Regions from separate parts of the Xenopus tropicalis genome. Here region 2 is linked to region 1. Evidence: chromatin contacts called from public Hi-C data. All regions are on one chromosome and are shown on one strand. The core of a region is the stretch at or near the end of the contact, and the rest is flanking DNA. Distances in the headings are between cores, read along the strand shown.

Region 1 (3,554 bases), core at 138-2,637:
TATAGTACAGATCAATACAGACCAGTATATGAACTATTAATCACGCACTGTGCAACAAGTCACTCCTAGTTGCATCTACACACTGCATTGTTATGACTCGACTGTCACCTTGCAAAGTCAGTTAACAAAATCTACTTTATTCTTCGGGAACAAAGTACATGAAATATTTTGTTCTCACCATATGAATAAAAATGATAGAACTACCCATCTAAAGGCGGCATGGGTTTGCAGCTTTCGATGTGTTATGGGAATACAACTCCCAGCATGCTAGCTGGGCACCACTAAAGTCAAAACACATAAACCACAAGCTAAATCTATTCAACCAATGTATATAAGACTGAAACAAAGTCCCTGGGCACCTTAAGTTGTTTACTTAGCAATCTCCAAACTGTGATTAAGCTTTAGCTACAAATCTAAGTCCACAGGGAAAAAAACTGAGCCCCAATACCCCAGATCAGGCACAATATAATAGACCAGGCAGTGTGTGAGATGCTTGGAGCTTGGGGCTCCACAGAGAGCCAATAAATCACCAATTCCACCCAGTGACATTTATATTGCCCCTCCATTAAATCCGAGCCACACAAAGGGGACTTCACACAAACACAAAAAAGCTCTGCACAAAAGCAGCTTCGGGTAAAACACAAATCAAAATGCAAGAGCAGCTCCAATGAATGGGACCTTCATTCAATACGAGAGGCTAGAAAGTGGCGGCCCCCCAGCTGTTGTTCAATTACAATTCCTATACCGGGGGTGCTGGGAGAGCAGGGGGTGCCCAGCTAGTTGGCCATGCTGCTGGCACTGGGTGCCCATGGGTGGGGGGGGGGGAGCAATAACAACACCGCTACACACGTGTGACCCCCAGCGCTTTCCATACAGGCACTGCTTAGCCCTTACTATAATAACCATAGAATATGTGTATGTATCAGATCCCACCAACAGTAGGAGCCTTGCCCAGTGCCTATAGTAAGGTATAGTAACGTGTAACCCAGCCGCACAGCCCCACGCCCCCTCCATACTGTACCTGCGACAGATCTCCGGGCTGCAGTGAGAGGGTTACTGGGGCTCCCCATTCATAAGAAGTCCGCGATCGGCTCCGTTCCCCGACGGCACTAATAATCCCCAAAGCGCCGAACCAAAGGCAAATATTCCAACAAAAAGCGCAGCTGCGCCAAAGCCTTTTCTTCAGTCACTCAGCATCCTTAGCCCCAAATATTAATCCACACAGGGGATCCAGACTCGCCCACGATAGCCCGCTCCCGCGAAACACTAGCCCAGCGTGGCTCCTGTGCAACTTGCCATCTAGGACGGTGCGGCTCGGTCCCAGCCAGTAGGAAGTTTGAGACCATGGACGGTGCTACCGCCGAGCTGCCCAGTGCATAGGGTACGATATCCCTGCTGGCTCCCTCTCACACTCAGGCACTGGCACAAGTTACTCAGGTTACACTCAATAGGCGATCTCTTCTCCCCCTCCCTTGAACAATGGACTATAAAGGGTGCAATGCTACAGGGAATCCCACCAGTAACACCGCCCCCAGGCTCTGCTCCCCCTCCCTCTGGGCTGTTTCTCTCCCCTCCCCCCCACCTACTCACCCTTTCACACTCAAATTAGCTAACTTCTCCCCCAGCTTTGTGTTGCAGGATTAAACTGCCTCCCTGCGCTGCCCAGCTCTGCCCTTTCTCATTCCCAGCAGGGATTCCTCCCTTTGCTTTGGATTCTCTTCTGCCTAATGATGTTATTTAGGGATGGCCAACCTGTGGCTCTATAGCTATTGCTAAACTTTAATTCTCAGTAAGTAGAAGCCCGAGCAGCCATAGGATGAAACTTTTGAACATTCCATGGTCAATATTTATGGCCAACGAGAATTCAATAATAATCTTATCCAGGGCCCTCAGATCTTATCTATGTTCTGTAACTGTGTTTCTCAAATTGTTTAATCACTGTTACAAATTATTGTAAATGTCAGTGTCGCTGGCTGGTACTACGTAACTACAATAATCCTAATCCACAAACTGATCACTGCGATATATACAAAAGTTGCCCTTACAATAGATCTTAATTCTAACCTCTTGGCTAGAGAATGCAGCCTGACACCCTATGTCACAAAGTGTGATTCTGACAGATGCAACATTATTCTGGCTTGATCCAATCAGTGTAAATTAGCCCTTATTTAGCTGGGCAGACTTACATCCTTCAGACTTAATATAGCCTTAAATTTGATTTAGGGCTGTCAGTCACAATTCTGAGTACTGCATTAGGGGCCATAAACCAATCACAATAAAGTTCTAAGATCACAGCCAAAGCAAATAGGGGTTTACAAATATATAAAAAATAAATAAAAAAACACACACATATTTTTTTCAGGCTACATACAAGGAATTTCTCGTTTTGTATCTACTGGAGTAAAAGAAATTCCAGTGGAATTCTGGAGAAATTCCTTTCTTTTTAAGCCCCTATTCAGCATACAGTGCCTCAATTTATTCAATCACATTTCTCCCTCTCCCTTTTTTGAAGTGCATTGAAGTTAATTAGGTGTTTGGCTAAAACAGACAGAATATGCTTGTGAAAAGATAACACACAATTACCTCTACCCCCTGCAGCCCTGTCTCTACACCCTCACCTTCCAAGATAGGGCTTGGCTGAATAGGAGTTTTGATTAGATAATGAAGGGTGAATCTTTATACTATTCACACTCAAAACACTCTAGAAAAATTCATCAAGTTGTTATGCAAAGTAGGTGTGTTGGTGTTGTCTTAAAACTTTTGGTGCCTGGAGTTAAATATATGTAACCAACCATTTATTAAATGCCACTCCTTCTGTCCCATAGGAGTGTACCTGTCTCCTGTTTCTCAGTAAAATGTATACATATGTGTGTGCAACTTTCCAGTATAAATTAATTACATATTTCAATGGTTTTTAATCATTTTAAACCATTTTTTCAATGGTTTAAACAATGTTGCTTATAATATTTTCTTTCACTGTGCAAGAAACAAAACAGTTTTTGGGCAGAGTGCCGCTAAAATCAAATACAACAGCAAAGTACAGTAGAATTAATATATAATATATGTAATATAAGGGATAACCTATGAGTCACAACAATGATTATAATGGGTCTCTATGATCCCCTATAATACAGTAACATTTCTTCCCACAGTAAATAACTAATTCTTGAGTAGTACAACTGACTCCCAGACATCTATTCTGCTATTAAAATGCCGATATTATGTTATCAGTTAGTGATGTTATTATTGTCCATAGTCTATAATGTATTAATGAAATGTTCATCTGCACCCTGTTGGTTGTGCATAGTACTTTGACTGATGAGGAGAGAGGAGCTGCTCCACTTCCTTTCCTGCAAATCCAATCATCGCCCAGAAGAAATGGCACCATAACTGTGTATGGATAGTTATACTGTATCCATATGTTTCGGCCCATGGGCCAATTGGTCAGTACCTTAAGGGAAGCACACAGACTTGCAATTCACTCAGCCTTCTTAGTTTGGCTGTTTCACTCCTGCATGTTTATTTATAAAGTTTCAGAGAGGATTGACCCTAAT
Region 2 (3,575 bases), core at 849-3,348, 55 kb after region 1:
TTCTTTTTTTTTTTTTTTTTTTTTTAACTGAAATGGAAAAAAAAAAAATTTCATTTTAGCAACGTTCTGGGTGGATTAAAAATCCAGCATAAAAATGCAGAGTGCAGCAGTGACACAGGAAGGCTTGTACTGCCTAAACCATGAGCAGGAGTTAAGTTCATGCCTGAGAATATACCTGCGACTGAGGCTGCTCCTTCTTGTGCATCAAGAGTGATAAGCAAGCAGAGGGTTTGAATTGCATGTTGCATGTTGACACCCATATGTGTTCCCTTTAAATGGTTGTCATAAGTTCTAACAGCATGTTCCATATGGGTGTAGTGCCTAACAAAGGTGCAAAAACTGCCAAAGTTTGATCGTTTTTTGCATCTTGCACAGTAAATATGCCTCTGTGCATTGCTAAACTGTACAACTGTTGTTTATCAACACATGGCAACTGGCTGAAAATGCCTGGAACAGATTGAGAGGGTTGTTGATATGAAAGGCATTTTGCTAACCACTTTAAATAAAAAGAAATGCAAGTTGATGACACAAAATACTCCACCTTTTTGTTCTATAAAGTGCTTCCCTTAACCCATGTAGGAGCAGCAAGGACAGACAGAGCACAGCAGTATTTATACGAGTGGAAAATCTCTCTTAACCAGAGCACAGCAGCAATAGTACAGCTCAGTGGTTTGTTTTTAGACTGAGAGCCTATTAATGTAATGATCCCTCTTCCCTCCCCCTTCCATGCTTATGGGAATTAAAAGCCTATTAAAAGGTACAGTGGGAATGTGTTCCTGGCGGGAGGAAGGTGCCATGTGTACAGTACAGCAGCCTGGAGCCGGACTGCAGTCAACTGTGTTTCTTTTGGAAACTGGCCGGGGACTAGTGAACACTGCATGCCTTGTCCTTCCTTCTGAAACCCAGTGAAGCCCTACATACAACATGACTCTTGCAGCACTATTTCCTTACTGCAGCCAGCCTCCTCTTTCACATTTCATAATCGGAAACAACCCCTGGCCCACCACAAACAAACCTTATTACCTTGTATTATTTTCACAGTGTTAACTCTAGACTCACAGATAGAATTCCGGAGAAAAAAAACAAAAACTGTGTTCAAATGCTAAACTATGGGTATGAGGTTTCAGCAAAGGACTTTATACATTGTGAATGTTTTATTTCTGTAATTAAGAAGTTACCTTGCCATCCCACTGGCGACTTACATTTTCGCCGGTGGGATGGCAGGTGATGGCAACTCGGGGCGACAAAACTCCCTGTTCGCGGGCGACTAATCTCCCCCTGTGTCAGAGCCCTTAAGCAGCCACTATGGTAAAAATGCTGCATTGTGTGTAAAAAAAAAAAACATACTGGGTTGTGTCCCAAATCGCACTTTCCACACTGCGCTTGTGATAGATATAGATATATACAGATGATAGATTAGATAGATAGATAGATAGATATAGGCAGATGGTATAAGCACATTTTTTTTAATTTCTTCAAAGCCACATGGAGTACCACATTTGTTTAGAAAAATGAAGACTGTATATTTAAACCATAAGATTAGCCCAAAATGCAGCACGTGTGTCCACTTAACTTTGTTAGCTCAGATAAGCCTTGAAGCAAAGATTAACAGTACATTTTAGACTATTGCTAATCCCTGGATAGGTTATTTATTAAAGAAAACTACCACATATACAACAAAAGTGAAAACATTAGAATGAGCAAATGTTACCCTGGGCATTAGCAAAGTGGACCTGTAACAGCAGTATTGTTTTTTTTGTGAAAAAAGCCAGCAGCTTTCTCTAGAGTAAGTTCTAGCCTATTTCTCCTCTACAGAGCTATCATCAAAGAAAAGAAAATCACTATTTGTGCAGTATGATGAATGCCTTTATTTGGGCTTTCTTTATCCCCTCCCCAACATCACAGTATCCCAGGCTTCCAGATGCTTGGATTCAACAGTGTTATCTTATCCTCAGTGATTAATTCCCAGGACCCCCCTGGACAGTCAGAGATCAAAGGTGAAATAATGAAAACAGGACCCTATAAATCACCCCCCTCTGTTTTTGACTTGCTGTCTCCCAGCTCTGCCCCTTCAGGATACAGTTATCCCAACACCCTGATACCAGAGTCCGGCACTGATAGGGAATGTTTGCATGCTCAACAGTCTTATCTGCTTCTCTTGGTGTGGCTGACATAAGTGCCCTGGAGAGAGGATGAGAGGGAGGGAGGGCAGCGCCTAGGGGTTCTGTGTTAGAACCCTCTGGCATTTGCCAGAACCCACAGTTTGCCACTCAGGGCCTGTATATAATATCCTATATGATGACGTTTTTTATTTTATATAAATAATCACAAATACAAAAATGCTTAAGAAATACTATAAATGGCACAAACACCAATGGGCCTGTATAAAATATCATATATAAGATAATTTTTTTTTATTTTATATAAATAATCACAAATACCAAAATGCTCAAGAAATACTATAAATGGCACAAACACCAATGTGACTGTGACTGTGATAAATTGTATATCTGTCTAATAAGAAGTTCTTGCAGGGAAGAATCTACCATAACAGTGTCTGTACAATACTAGACAAAGCCCAGGCGCAGATTCCAAATGTTCTGTGCATCAAGGCATTAAACATTTTGAATTGTTTTAAACAATTCAATTCACGCTCTGACGCCAGCGTGCGTCCTGGCGCCAGGGGCCTAGGATCACTGGCGATTTCTGCTGCCTGTACCGACCTCTCGCCTGCCTGACTATCCGTTTGCCTTCCGACTCTGCTCTGATGCCTGGTTCGGCACTCCTGCCACTCCTCCACTTGGTCCCAGCCCTGTTTCCATCTTCAGCGGCTGTGCTCCTTAGTGGGAGGTGTAGGAGAGGTCCTTCCTCCATGAGTTCTTCCAACAACACCGCCATGCAGCTTTCCCAATCCAGCTTTGCACAGGGCATCCATGTCATCCAGAGAGTCATTACACAACCAAATACTTTAGAATGCACTCATTTTGTATAATTAATACAAAAGGCTCTTGGCACTTACAGTTAAGGTAATGGCGTAATGTTTGCCCATTATTTCAGAAAAATGAAGGCCTGATACCCTCTTGTGCCTCTATAACTTGAATGGGAACAATTTTCAGATGGAAGAGAAAATGCTTGGTCTAACTGCTTGTGTGAGCCTGTGAGTGCCCGTGCAGGTACACAAGCAAGCAAAGTTTCAATGTGGCTATAAAGAAGGCAGACCCCATGGTTGCAGGGGGACAGGGTGGCCTGGACTACAGGGTCCAGGTGATATCACCCCCCTCCCTTTCCCACCTAGCAACCTATCAGCAAAACAATGGGAAGGTAGCAAGATAGCAGCTCCCAGTAGATCTCAGAATAGCACTCAATAGTAAGGAATCCAAGTATGGCTTGGGACTCCTCCAGTTACATGGGAGTAGGAGAAACAATAGGTTACCTGAAAGCAATTCTAATGTGTAGCGATGGCTTTTTCTAAAAGCTCAGAATCAGGCACAATGCACTGAGATGGTGCCTACCCACCAATATTACATCAACAACAAAAACATTTGGTTTAAGAATAACATTTTAAATGGTAGAGT

What was found. A called contact is a pair of places that touch in the nucleus more often than the background predicts.
Region 2: a Hi-C map of neurula embryo shows a contact between it and region 1, with 3 times the contacts expected there. The contact joins the enhancer-like site here to the promoter of fgfr4 in region 1. A contact is called at or near these places in 3 of 5 Hi-C or Micro-C datasets (gastrula embryo, neurula embryo and tailbud embryo).

The regions. Positions count from the first base shown.
Region 1 is chr3:46,331,653-46,335,206 of UCB_Xtro_10.0, forward strand. It overlaps fgfr4 (fibroblast growth factor receptor 4), which reads right to left and starts at 1,388. Exons shown (of 18, transcript NM_001016323.1): 1 at 1,022-1,388.
Region 2 is chr3:46,385,988-46,389,562 of UCB_Xtro_10.0, forward strand. No RefSeq gene overlaps it. Among named protein-coding and RNA genes, the nearest start is that of znf346, 36 kb to the right of the region's middle. Within about 2 kb of position 2,099, at least 3 of the 11 cell types and tissues checked have an H3K27ac peak or open chromatin away from gene starts, as enhancers often do. A contact at or near this core is called in neurula embryo, where this site is marked.